Linked DNA regions of Mus musculus: region 2 is linked to region 1. The links are chromatin contacts, called in public HiChIP or PLAC-seq maps. All regions are on one chromosome and are shown on one strand. Each heading gives the region's core, a stretch centred on a gene start, on an enhancer-like site or on the middle of the called end of the contact. The rest is flanking DNA. Distances are from core to core; before and after follow the strand shown. Region 1 has its middle 17 kb from the start of Gm29796. Region 2 has its middle 7.2 kb from the start of Cfap161.

Region 1 (7,118 bases), core at 2,015-4,514:
CCAGTCTGAGGATGGATGGCCACATGAGCTCCTCTTGACTGATGTGACCACACTGCTGTTCTGAGTCCCTCCTTAGAATCTGTCCTAAGGGGCTAAAGAGAAGTCAGTCAGCATAATAAGGGAGCTACAGTGGGACACAGCTCCAGGGATTGGTTCACAGCACATTTCCTTTATCCATTTATCTCTTGATGGACATTTGGGCTAATCCCATGGCCCACCTCTTGTGAATGATGTAGCAATAGATATTGGCATGTCTATATGTCTCTGGGTTACATTGATTTCAGAAACATACCCAGGAGTGACATAGCTCAGTCACATGGTTCTTCTAGTTGCAGTCTTTTGAGGAGTCTCCACACTAATTTCCATAGTGACTATACTAATTTGCTTTCCTACCAGGCCAGTGGGGCATTATTTAGCCAGGAGGATGAATCAAATCTTGTCATTTTTGTAAAAATAGATGGAACTGAAGATCATCATGTTAAACAAAAGAAGCCAGACTCAGAAGGACACATGCTATGCACATGTTTTGTCCCTTAGAAAAATCAAGAAGAAGAGGAGGAGGAAGAGGAACAGGAAGAAGAAGAGGAGGATGGGGAAGAAGAGGAGCAGGAAGAAGAGGAAGAAAAGAAAAGGAGGAGAAGGAGGAAGAGACAAGATAAAGTAATAGAGATGGTGATGCTGATCAAAATACTTTATATACAAATACAACTGTCATAATTAAACTTATTAAAATTTTAAGCTATTATTTTTCAATATTTAAACTCATTTATTTAACATTTATTTAAGGAGGGCACACTATAATGGTGTGCATATGTAGAGGTCAGAGGACAACTTGCTGCAGCTATTTCTCTCCTCCCACCACATACGTTCTAGGAATTGAAGCCAGGCCATCAGACTCGGTGGCATGACTCTCTACCTGATGAGCCATCTCTCATTATTCATCCTTCTGATTTTATTTGATTCATCCTTCTGGTTAAATAATGCCCCCATTGGACACATTATCTTGTATAATTGCTCTTCAGCAGTGAGAAATAGTAAAATTGATCTCTACCCACTGGAAAACGACAACTGTGTTTTAGAATGGAATAAAAATGAATTCTTTAGGAGTACCACAAACATTAGGCTATATGCTCCACAGTGGCCACACCTCAGAGCTGTATATTCCAGTTAGATCCCGAAAAGCAGATGACAGTAGAGGAATAACAATGTAAATGATCTTAAGTAAAGAATAAATGAGGCTATTCACTTATTAACTATTCATTAATGGTTGGACTAGGCATCTAAAATAGTTATCGCAACACTCTGTGTGATACTGGTAAAACCAACCCAATGAGTGTGGACAAGATGGTCAAGCTACTCAGAGAAAAGCAGTGCAGGCACTGACACTAGTCACTATGAAGGGCACAACTTAAATATAAACCTTAAATAAAATAGCCATGTGAAGCCACTCCAGGTGAGACTTGGATAGCAGACTGTGAGAGGAAGAATGGGAAGCAAGAAGGTGGCGCTAGCTAAGAGGAATTTCCTCCCCAGTCTTTCTTGGGACTGCAGTGGCAACCAAGTTAGACTAAGTAATGATCTACATAAGTTTGCACTTGCTTTGGTTGCTCTGGATATCTCTGCTGCCTGTATTAAGCATCTGTGATGGGCCAGGCATGGTGTGTATGCATCTACATACAATGTTTCAGCAAGCCTTCATCACTGCGTGGGTGGGGAGATAGCAGCTTGGCTGGGGAGGCCTTGAGGAGCTGTTGATGAGCAGAGAAATGAGACCCGGGCACACTCACCAACAACCCAACCACCAATACATCCCTCTTTGTCCCTAGACTGTTTCCAGTGTCCACACCTTCAAAAGACCCCAATTAAGGCAGTATTCCCATAGATGTAAGAGAATGGTGCTACAATAAATTAATAACATCATCTCTGGGCCCAAGACTGAGGATACAGCAGACTAGTACTTAATTTCCATTAACAAGAGTGGGAAGACATTTGAAAGAGGTCCTGCATATGGCAGAGAAAGTTGCAACATGGGACAGGAGGTGGTAGACCTCAGCCTGTGAGCCAAAGCAGAGCTGCTGCTCACTTTCCTATAGCCCACAGTCTAAGCTCTTTGACAGTTTTAAATGGCCAGGGAGACATGTGAGAACAAGCAGAGCTTCCAACTGTCATGTCTCTGATTCAATTCACTTGGCCCACACCATTGTCACTCATGTGTGAATTGTCTCTGGCCACTTGTACACCATAACAGCAAAGGCAGGTGGCCGAAACAGATGCCACATGGCCGGCAAAGGAGAAGCACGTGCTCTCTAGTTATTTAATGAGAGAAGCTATGGGTCCCCAATACAGGGGCAGACCACATGTCTGCTTACTTAGTATTAATGGAACCCAGCACTCATTTTGTGAACATCTTCTCCATGCCTGTTGTCCAGCCTCCCTTAAATAGATTATTTCAATGTCTATAAACCACACAATATTAATTCCCTAAGAAAACTGAAGCCCTAAGATCAAATTCATTTTTAAAATTTTTATTTTGTCTTTCAATGTTTCATATAATATATTCTGATCACAGGGCCCCATTATTCACTCTCCCTCCCACCAAACTATTTCTTCTTTCAAAAAAGCCCCCTTCCTACTTCTATTGGCTTTTTTGTTCCACCCCATTTCATTAGAGTTGCTTACATGAGCTCAAATTCTTTTTTTTTTTTTTCATTAAAAAAAAAAATGGAGTGGCTGTTGCTGCAGAGATGGCTCAGTGATTATGAACACTTGCTGCTTTGGAAGAGAAGGCGTTGGGGGTTCAGTTCCCAGCACCCACAGGTCGGATGCATTTCCAGGAAGTCTGATACCTAGGCATGCATATGGTGCGCACACATATAAGGACATTGGAAGAAGGGAGTCTAGCTCGAGCTCTTGCTCCTTCGCCTGCTTGCTGCGTGAGACTGAGTAACTGCTAGATCCTTGGACTTCCATTCACAGCTGCGACTGAACAATTGTTGGGAATTGGGCTGCCGACTGTAAGTAATCAATAAATTCCTTTACTATCTAGAGACTATTCATAAGTTCTGTGACTCTAGAGAACCCTGACTAATACAGAAGTTGGTATGAAGGCAAAATATGCATATACATAAAAATACATAAATCTTTAAAGAACTTTAGAGGTGATCAGGAGTTCACTATGTGGCCCAGGTTGTCCTGGAACTTATTATGTAGCCCAAGGCAGCCTACTGGTGATCCTCCAGCCTCATCCTTCCCTTTAGGGAAGCAGGCAAGGAGCTTCAGAGCTTTGAGCTCTATCCGAGGCAGGAAGAGTAGGCTTCAAGACTCCAGGAAAGGTATGTGTTCTGCCCTCAACTTCCACACTACATAATTTAAAATTCAAATCAGCACCAAGCCCTCCACAAAGCAAGTAAGAAGGCGCTCAATTAACTTCTGATCTCCTCCAAGAAGGAAGTGACAGGCTTTCCTAAAATAGCACTGCTTAGTGCCCGAGGACATTTGGGTGTCCCTGCTCTAGCCACTGAATCTGTTTCCTGTGTGGTTAACTCAAAAATGCTTGACCTTGCCAAGAGTGGCCTGCAGACAGACAAGGCAGCCCCATCTCTCACAGCTGCCTTCCTCTGTTGACCAGGGACAAGCTGTCCTTTCCTATGTATGAAAGATTGAAAGACCTGAAAACCCAAATCCTGTCAGACTTCCCAGCCTCTGTGTCTCTCAAGGCCAAGTCATGATCAGAGACATTCCTTAGAGCAAGTGGGGGAAAACCCACATCCCCAGTCTCTGTCTAGATCCCAGTCCATCTCGCACACTGGAGAGCAGCAGAGTTGGGTGTCCTTTCTCGCAGTTTTCTTTTTCAAGACAGGCTTTCTCTGCCCTGGAACAGCTCTGTAGACAAGGCTGGCCTCAAACTCAGAGATCTGCTTCCCTGTCTCTGTCTCTCCTTCTGCCTCCCAAGTGGGATTAAATGTGTGCACCATCACCACTTGGCTTTTTTTGTTTGTTTGTTTTTAAATTTTACATCGTGACCACAGTTTCCCCTTCCTCCCCTCCTCAAACTGCATTTTCTTCTCCTTAATTTATTCATCTACTTTACATCACAATCTTAGTCCCCCTTTTTCCTCTCCTTCCAGTCCTACCCTCATACCCCATACCCCATCCCCACTTCCTGTTCTCCTCTGAAAAGGAATGAGCCCCCCATGAGTACCAACCCACTGTGGCACATCAAGTCACTGCAGGACTAGGTGCATCCTCTCCCACTAATGCCAGACAAGGTAGGTCAGCTACAGGAAAGGGCTCCAAAGGCAGGCAACAGAGTCATAGTCAGCCCCCACTCCAATTTTAGAGGACTGTACTGGATAGTTTTGTGTCAACTTGACACAGCTGGAGTTATCACAGAGAAAGGAGCTTCAGTTGAGGAAATGCCTCCATGAGATCCAACTGTAAGGCATTTTCTCAATTAGTGATCAAGGGGGAAAGGCCCCTTGTGGGTGGGACCATCTCTGGGCTGGTAATCTTGGTTCTATAAGAGAGCAGGCTGAGCAAGCCAGTAAAGAACATCCTTCATTAGCCTCTGCATTAGCTCCTGCTTCCTGACCTGCTTGAGTTCCAGTCCTGACTTCCTTTGGTGATGAACAGCAGCATGGAAGTGTAAGCCCAATAAACCCTTTCCTCCCAAACTTGCTTCTTGGTAATGATGTTTGTGCAGGAATAGAAACCCTGACTAAGACAAATTGGTACCAGGAGTAAGGTATTCCTGACCATGTTTTGGGGAGGACCATGGAAGAACTTTGGAACTTTGGGCTAGAAGATCCATTCGTTATTAAGAGCTCTATCAGATGTTGTGTAGGAGCTTGGAAGATAATGTTGAGAACAGTGCAGAAGATGGAGGCCTCACTTGTGAAATTTCAGAGGGAAGATTAAAGACTTTTTTCAGGGCCATTGCTAGGTTGATTGTGAAGATTCTGTGATTCTGGTTAGCTGGGGCTGAAGAATCAGCTGTGATTAACAAGATACCAGAACTACTAAAGCAAAAACTTTGCATTACTGGGACTATTGCTGCTGGTTAGCTGGAGCTAAGAAATTAGCAGTGATTAAGAAGAGACCAGCATCATTGAGTTGACATCTTCTGGGAAGTGTTTTTTGAGAGCACAGAGGTTGTGTTCCAGAGATAACCAAGGTTGTACCTCCTGCTACAGTGGGACTTGGTAATGTGTAAGAGTCACCCAGGTGGTACTGGTTTCGAAGGCATGAAGGGGTCACACAGAGCAGCTGAGGCTCAGCACTGTGAGAGGCTATGGAAGGCCATTGGTGAAGGTGCAGCCTCAGTTACAATTGACAGCCCAGGACTGAAGGGGTCATGCAGTGTTTTGGAGATGCCAGTACCATGAGATGACCACCAAGAGCAGCAGCAGTGGAGTATAGGCAGCTGTAGCCTAGAAGACAAGCTGTGTGCTACAAAGGACAGGGCTGGAGAAGTGATCCAAGCCCTTAGAGGAGCCCAGAAGATTGTGAGTTGGATCCCAGACATTGGACAGTTGGAGTTTAATTTTTGCTTTTGATTGTGACTGTGCCCTGATATTTTTTTCCCTCTTGAAGGAAGAAAATATTTTAGTGGATCCCACAGTTAAGAGACTTTTAATTGTAAAAAGACATTGGATTTTACATTTTAAAGGGATTGACTTTTAATATGTAAAGACTGTGGGACTTTTAAAGTTGCTTAGATTGTGGGGATGAATAAGAAATTAAGGGTTGAGGCTTACTAGTGATGTGTTTGTGTGTCAAGTTGACAAGGGGTCAATTGTACTGGCTAGTTTTGTGTCAACTTGACACAGCTGGAGTTATCACAGAGAAAGGAGCTTTAGTTGAGGAAATGCCTCCATGAGATCTAACTGTAAGGCATTTTCTCAATTAGTGATCAAGGGGGAAAGGCTCCTTGTGGGTGGTGCCATCTCTGGGCTGATAGTCTTGGTTCTATAAGAGAGTATCATCCCTCCATGGCCTCTGCATCAGCTCCTGCTTCCTGACCTGCTTGAGTTCCAGTCCTGACTTCCTTTGGTGATGAACAGCAGCATGGAAGTGTAAGCCCAATAAACCCTTTTCCTCCCAAACTTGCTTCTTGGTAATGATGTTTGTGCAGGAATAGAAACCCTGACTAAGACAAGGACCCACATGGAAGCCATGCTGCATATCCGCTACATATATGTAGAAGACCTAGGTCCAGCTCATGCATGCTCTTTGGTTGGTGGTTCAGTCTCTAAGCCCCATGGGTCCAGGTTAGTTGATTCTATAGATTTTCTTATGGTATCCTTGGATTGCTTTATTAGTTAGTTTGTTTGTTTTCATTGGATATTTTCTTTATTTACATTTCAAATGGTTTCCCCTTTACAGTTCTCCCCTTCGGAAACCCTCTACCCCCCCCCCCCACCTCTTGCCTCTATAAGGGTGCTCCCACACCCACCCACCTCCTCCTTTCTTCCCACCCTGGCATTCCCCTACACTGGAACATTGAACACCCTCAGGCCCAAGGGCCTCTCCTCCCACAGATGTCCAACAAGGCCATCCACTACCACATCCTCCACCACAGCGCCATGGATCCCTTAATGTGTATTCTTTGGTAGGTGGTCCAGTTCCCAGGAGCTCCAGGGAGTCTGGCCTGTTAACACTGTTGTCCCCACCCCCAAGGGGCTGCAAACCCCTTCAGCTCCTTCAGTCTCTTCTCCAACTCTTCCACTGGGGACCCCCGAGCCCAGTCCAACGGTTGGCTGTAAGCATCTACTTCTGTATTTGTCAGGCTTTGACAGGGCCTCTCAGGAGACATACATATCAGGTTTCTATCAGCAAGCACTTCCAAGCATCCACAATAGTGTCCAGATTTGGTGGCTGCATATGGGCTGGATCCTCAGGTGGGACAGTCTCTGGATGGCCTTGCCTTCAGTCTCTGTTCCACACTTTGTCTCCATATTTCCTCCTGTTAGTATTTTGTTCACCCTTCTAAGAAGCATCCACATTTTGTTCTTCCTTCTTCCTGAGCTTCATATGGTCTGTGAATTGAGTCTTGGGTATTCCAAACTTTTGGGCTAATATCCACTTATCAGTGAGTACATACCATGTATGTTCTTTTG
Region 2 (7,118 bases), core at 1,602-4,101, 970 kb before region 1:
TCCCCCTCCCCCTCCTCCTCCTCCTCCTCCTCCTCCTCCTCCTCCTCCTCCTTCTTCTTCTTCTTCTTCTTCTTCTTCGATAAGATCTTTTCACTGGCCAGGATGAACTTTGCCAAGGAGGCCAGGCTAATGGGTCTGCCAGAAGATTCCCAGGAACTGGAGTTAGGGATGGCTATGGATGCTACAAATGAAGTCCAAGAACCTCGGTCATTAACCAAATCAAAAGCTGTCTTTTCAAAGCCTTCTTTGTCAGTTCCCTCTGCTTATAAACCATGTACATATGGAACTAAAGGTTCTTTATTGCATCTGAGTCTGGCCAGACCATCTCCTTTCATTGTATCCTATCAGAACAGGTTGCTTGGGGCTGGACCTGTCTGTCTCCTCCACCTCCATATGTTAAAGTCTTTTTCTCTGTGTAATTGAATTTGGAGGAAGGAAAAGCTTTTGGGAGATAATCAAGCTTTATATAAGACCATGAAGATGGAACCCTCTTTAGTGGCCTGATTGGTGAATAATGATGCCTATAGCCAATAGCTGGGCAGAAGAGAGGTAGGCGGGATTTGGGTTTCCAGACTTGGGTTCTGAGGAGACCACTAGAAGGAAGAGAGAGAAGAGGGAGGAGAGATGCCATGTAGGTGAGTTATAAAAACATGGCCATGAGGGCTGGCCAATTGGAGTTAAGAGCAGCCCAGATGGAATATATCAAGTTATAATTTGGGGCTGTCATGCAGAAGTAGATTCTAATAGCTTGGAGGATAGATAGATATCTCCCCAGCTCTAGTGCCAATTAAGGTTTATTATGGATATAAAGATTGCATGTCTTTTTATCTGGGAACCAAGTGATAAAAGGTGGGGAAGAGACCCCTGGTTTGAAATGAAATAATATAACATGTAACCAAACAAGAAACAACATCAGGTGGGAAGAGTCTATTCTGGCTCATAGTTAGAAGCTCAGTCCAGCATGGTGTCAGGAGTGGCTTTCCATTGTGTTGCTATTAACACTAGGCTGCTTACCCCTCATGTAGGCAGATGAGTTGGGAGTTGGGTACCCACTTTCTCCCTTCAGGACCCTCATCCACAGAATGCCACTGTTCACATGCTCAACAATTCTACTCTCACTGAGTTTTTTTTTTTTTCTTTCAAAATGTCATTGGAGACGCACTTGCTAATGCCCTATGCATTCCTTAATTCAGTCAGGTTGACAGTGTAGATTAATGTCACACTGGGGAAGCTGGTTTGCAGAGGCTGGAGGACAGAAATTCATCTGGGACCCACATGACCCCCAAGCCTCATTTTGAGCCTTGTATATGAGGGTAATAGAGAATCCTGTCACTCAAGCAATGGTACTGGGGAAATTGAGATCCATTTGACACCAGCATTCAGGACTCAGAACAGGTACTTAAAGGCTTACTGAGGCTCAGGTAGCCAGAACAGGCAAAAGATCAAGCCCATGTTGAAGCCAGCCCCAATGTTTGGTGGGTGGGTAGCTATGCACCTTCAGTGAACAACAGTGACTGGAGTTGTGGAAAAACAGCACGTACTGTACTGCAGTTGGACCCAAGAAAGCTTCAAAGAAGGAAGCTGAGTAATTTCTAGGTGTAACATGTGCTTTGAATCACCCGCTGTGAACTAGCCACAGTTCTACAAATAGTGTCAATGGGACAGAAGGTGCAACTGGGGCTCACACAAGGGCCCTGATCCCTGCGGAGAAAACATTGCCCTGAACGGGGATTTTTTTTTTCCCCCAGAAAAAATACAAAGCACCAGGCAATGAGGCCAACTAGCTGAATCCAGTCTAGAGATGTGGAGGGTACTGGACTTTGAAGATGGTTTTGATGCCTGAGAATAAGTTACAGGAGGAAGGGTATTGAAGAGATAAATTCTAAGAGAAGAAACAGTGAGGTTGATAGTGACCTCTCAGACTTGGCTTCTCTTAGAGCATGCAATGAAATATTATTTACAGGAGAGGAACCTGAGACAATTAAACAGTCATTTTATAAATGTGTGTGCGTGTACATGTGCATGTGCGCGAGTGTGTGTGTGCGCGCGCGCGTGTGTGTTTTGAGACTAGGTATTGACTACACTAAATAACTCACTGAATAGGCAACGAAGACTTTGGCTTCTGCATCTCCTTGCCTCTATCCTTCTTGTTCTGGGATTACAAGCATGAACTACCAACCCAGTTTTCTGTGGTGCTGGGGATTATACTCAGGGATCCATGTATGCTAGGCAAATAACCTATCAACATCTCTGATATGCAGCTGGCTTCCATCTCAGTGTTCTTCAGGGCGAGGGACCATTAGTTTCAGACACACCATTTGGAAATAGAGACACACTTGTAAACTGGAGTCTCCTTTTCTTTAAAAATAAGCATAAATTAATTATGCATTAAACATAATGGTTTCACGATGACATTTCCATTCATGCATGTATAGTATGTGATCATATTCCTCTTCTGTTATCTTCCCTTGTCCTCTTTCCCCCATCTCACCGATCCCCTTCCCCTTCTCAACTAGTCCCCTTTATACTCTCATGTCCTCTTCTGGGGATGGAGTGACCCAATGATTTCCACTGGGATTCCTCACAGGGACATGCATATGGGTTTATATACAGGAGCATGGGTGCCTCTCCATTCTCCCAGCAACCACTTCTTCTTATAGATCTTTTGGGAGAGGATAGGCCTATTGAATCCCATTTCCCTAACAACTACCAAATGCCTATAGAGCCTTAAGGAGAAGTGGGGCCTTATGAGCCCTCTCCAAGTGGGACCCGGCAAGCAGTCCTGAAGCTTTCCTCAGTCCTGCCCTGGAGTTTTGTTTAGGGATAACACGCTATATCTATGATTTGTCACAAGAGGGCAGAATTGTCCAATTATGAAATCAAATCTATTTCTGAAGACTCAGGAAAGACCTGGTTCCGCTTAGCTGACTTTTGGTTGAGACTACACCAAGGAGCGTCCAACACAGACATCTAGAAGCTGCAAGCATCTGCGGCGTGAGGTGCCAGGTAGCTGTGAGGAGAACCCTGGCACCTGTGCTTGCCCAGACGCAGTGTCTTCATAACAACAAGCAGAAGCAGCTGCTGTGCCAAGGTGTTTCACACACCTCCTGACACACAGATCCCAACAACCACAAGACACAGGTTTTCACATATCTTACTTTACACATGAGGCAACAGAACCAGAGTTTGTGACTTTACTCAACGTCACAGTGCAGGTAAGTTCTGCCCCTTGAGTCAAGGACACCTGACTCAGAGTCAGGGATTTAAGACACAAAACTAGAGTAGTAACAATACCAGACTGAAAACTACACACTAATGTGCCTGAGGTCTGTGATTGCTATGAAAATAGAAAGCCACATTTTCCTGTTTTCTCTCCCCCCCCCCCCTTCACTCTTGAGTTTCAGTTCTGGCTCTTAGGATGCCTTGGGCACTTCCCAGAACTTCTCTGTATTTGTCAGTGAAGTAAAGCAAACCCTAGCTTTTCCTACTAGACTAAGGGAAGAGGAAAAGCACGCTGTCTGGGGAACTGAGTCTCTGATACCCTTGTTCAGCTACTACCCTAGAGCTCTGTAAGCACCTCACAGCTCTGTAAACACACGAACGAAGGCCCTGTATGCCCAACACTTAGAAATTCTGTATCTAAATAATAGTGATGGTGATGATGGTGGTGGTGGAGGAGGAGGAGAGAGAATGGAATCAACAGCTTATCTTTACTACATAGTGAATGTGACCATCTATGTATGAAATACTTATATTTTTGTGAAGCAATAAAGACTAGGTTTCTTGACCAGGGAGGTGGGATGAGTGGGTTGGTGGGAGACAGAGGCATTTCTGTGAAACTGGGGTTCGCTGAGGGAGCAAACTCTGAGCTGCATGCGAGTCACCCTAGCCTCCGTTGCTCATCGGGAGAAGCATGTGGCTTTCCGTTGCCCAGTTCTACAGCATGGCTCCAGAGGCTCAGATTGGCCCATGTATCTATACTGTGCTGCAGGCCCTGATGACTCTTCACTGTGATAAGATTGAAGTTTCTATCTCAACTCATTTGAGGCAAACCATAACACCACCGCCTAATTATAATATATCTATTTCTTGTATGCAATTCAGGTTTGCCTCGCCTCTGCTTGAATAGGGGGAAAAAGAAGTTTGAAATACATTTTCAATGATTTAGAAGACACTGTTCCTCTGTAGCTCTGGGGCCTCTCTGATCCCAGAAGACAGGCCTGAAGCTCCACCTTCATGCTGGCTAAAAGCCAGAGTCCTCTCAAGGACGTCGGTGAGTCTCCAGCAGGCTTCTGGCCTCTCAGATCCCCTGCTCTGGGGATCAGCTCTTTCCGCAGAGTCAACCTCCCTTCTAAGTGGGAAACATGTTTTTGTCCTGTTCTCCTAGGCAAAGACATTTGTCTTCTTTTAGTCCCTGCTTCCAAAGCTGAACCTGCCCTTGGATTTCCAAAGCCACCAGGGTGTTGTGGAAAACAACAGGCTTCCTCTTCACAGGGCCCACCCTCTTTTGCTGGTAGTGAGGAAGGTAAGGAGATGGGCAGCAATATGGTTCATCTGAGGTCAAGACGTCAGAGTGTGGAGAAGCGAGTGGGACATGAGATGATCGCATTGAAGAGGGCACCCAAGACTGAGTGCTAGAAGGCCAGGTTTGAGATGAAAGAATCCAAGGGAATGTAGCTATTCCTGGGGGTGGATCTAGGCTCTGGGAGAGTCATGTCTGGCTCAGGGGAGATATATGGTATTCATGTGGTGTTCTCTCCTGTAGGAGTCTAATGAAAACAGGAGGGAAAACCAGATGGCGACATAAAAACTTGGAAGACTTTTCTGCTATGTCAGCATCACATGTTCTTTTGTTTAGGGTGGGAATAGATGCCCTGGTTGGGTGCAGCATGAAAGAAAATGATGTCATTTGGTTAGAGTAGGACCATTTTTGGTACCTTGCCTTCTGTATCAAAGGACTCTTGAGTAGGAAGTCAACTTCCATTTAGAAATGCTTTCCCTGTGCCCATCCCCTACCCCTAGCCTGCCATCACTGTGCAGAAGGGCCTCCTCCTTCTTACTATCTACAAAGACAGAGAGCAGGAGTCTCTTATTTACCTGTTTGCCCAGGGTAAAGCACAGGATACCATATACCATGAGTCTCAGCTAAATACACAGCTTCCCACAATCTCCAGATGTTAACTTGATTCTTTTCTCATTCACGTCTACTGCTCTGTCCTTACTACTAGTGCTCCATGAACATGGCGTTCCTTCTTCCTGGTGTCTCCTAACAGCTTTCCTGACATGTCTGCCTTAAATCTACCAACAGCCCAGAGCCACAGCAGATTTCCACAGCTGGAATCTATCCTGCATCAGCTTTTTTTGAGAAAGTTCCTACTGCCTGTAGAAGAGGAGCCATAGGCCTTGATGGCAGAGGCCTTTTACCTTTACCTGTCTGCTCCCTTTAATTTTACTTATTTCACCCTGCAAGGATTTCTGGCCTCTCTTTTCTTCTGAGCCTGCCTTTACTCTGCTTCTCTGCCTGAAAGAAATTCTATTTTTTCTTTTTTTTTCCCCTTTTTTTGTTATTCCTGCTTCTTTGTATTCAAATCTTATTCTTTTTCTATCACCATGTTCTTTGAGCTTCAAAACCGTTTGCATTATAGTTTGAATGTAAACTGGCCCCTATTAAGCTCAGCTCCTGGGTTGTAGTGTTATTTTGGAAGGTAGAAGTTAGATGAGCCTAGTCAGAGGATGCAGGTTACTAGAGATGTCCCAAGGGAAGATAGGCCTTGTCTGGGTCCCTTCCCATCTCTGCTTCCTGTCTTCCGAGAGATGAAGAACTCTGTCTCACTACAACTACAATTCAAACTCCTTATTATTTAACAGTTGTGGTCCATCCCATGGGCCAAGTGAATGGGTACCTCGGATCCAGCCCAAGTTCTAGCCTCCGTTCTGACTCCAGCAAGGTGGGCACATCACTCTCGTGCACTGCATCTTTCACCTTGGATGTGATGGAGTAGCTGGTGCTGACCGTATGTTCCATGCACACCTGTAGGCACTGTGCCTGGGAGCTGGTCCTGCACAGCACTGTGGTGACCCAGGTTAGCCTAATGGGTTGCAGTACAACAGTGTTCATGGTGGTGTTGGTCTGGCAAAAAGCAGTGTTCTTTCTTTGAAATTGTTTCAAGGCAATGGGCTGAGTGAGACCCGGATCCATCTGCCGTCCCAGGACTTAGGAATTAGATGCAGGAAGATTTCTAAGCTCCAGTTTGGGGCTTCCCAAAGAGCTGAAAGTCTCAAAAGAAAATCTGTGGGTTGGGGATTTAGCTCAATTGGTGGAGCACTTCCTAGCACACACTAAATCCTGTATCCAGTCCCCAGCATTGTGCCCCTCATGTGGTGATGGCGTATGCCTGGAATCCCAGCACTCTTGAGGTAAAGGCAGATGGATCAGAAGTTCAAGGTCATCCTTCTCTTTTCCATGAAGCTAGCCTGGGCTACTCAACAAAAAACAAAACAAAACCAAAAACACCCAAAAACCCCAAAACTATATCTCAAGTATAGTCAGTGCTCCTCCTTCCTCTTCACAATTATTTATGTGTGTGTGTGAGTGCACTGTCGCTGTCTTCAGACACACCAGAAGAGGGCATCCGATCCCATTATAGACAGTTGTGAGCCACCATGCAATTTCTTGGAATTGAACTCAGGACTTCTAGAAGAACAGTCAGTGCTCTTAAACACCGAGCCATCTCTCCAGCCCTAGTCAGTGCTTCTTAAACTACTGAGTTTACAAGATGATCCTGAGAAACAGATTTCATGTTGAAGTGAATGTGGGCTCGGTTGCATGCTTTTTAGCTTGGCCATAGATTTCCAGGACATGTCTTGCACCCAAGACTCTGAGAAGCTCTGTGATTAAGAATCCTACTTATTTCCTACCTTCAATTTACTTGCCAACCTAATTCGTTCTCCTTTGCATCTATTAACACATTGCAGATTATTTTGGCCCCACCTTCCAGAGTGCTGGCAGTCTAGTAACCTTCTCCCATTTCTACCAATGAGAATTCTGATGCCCAGAGACAACAGTGCTTGTATGTCAAGTGGGAAAGCTGTCTTACCTGGCTTTCTCAGTGTGACAC

What was found. HiChIP or PLAC-seq counts read pairs in DNA pulled down with a chosen protein or histone mark.
Region 2: an H3K4me3 HiChIP or PLAC-seq map of bone marrow-derived macrophages shows a contact between it and region 1, with 12 times the contacts expected there. The contact joins two enhancer-like sites. A contact is called at or near these places in 2 of 39 promoter capture datasets (the 3T3-L1 cell line and hippocampal neurons), 3 of 115 datasets of contacts at active chromatin or transcription factors (bone marrow-derived macrophages, embryonic stem cells and microglia) and 3 of 9 other capture datasets (embryonic stem cells, embryonic tail and liver).

The regions. Positions count from the first base shown.
Region 1 is chr7:82,824,822-82,831,939 of GRCm38.p6, reverse strand. No RefSeq gene overlaps it. Among named protein-coding and RNA genes, the nearest start is that of Gm29796, 17 kb to the right of the region's middle. Within about 2 kb of position 3,264, at least 36 of the 459 cell types and tissues checked have an H3K27ac peak or open chromatin away from gene starts, as enhancers often do. A contact at or near this core is called in bone marrow-derived macrophages and microglia, where this site is marked.
Region 2 is chr7:83,798,469-83,805,586 of GRCm38.p6, reverse strand. No RefSeq gene overlaps it. Among named protein-coding and RNA genes, the nearest start is that of Cfap161, 7.2 kb to the right of the region's middle. Within about 2 kb of position 2,851, at least 40 of the 459 cell types and tissues checked have an H3K27ac peak or open chromatin away from gene starts, as enhancers often do. A contact at or near this core is called in bone marrow-derived macrophages and microglia, where this site is marked.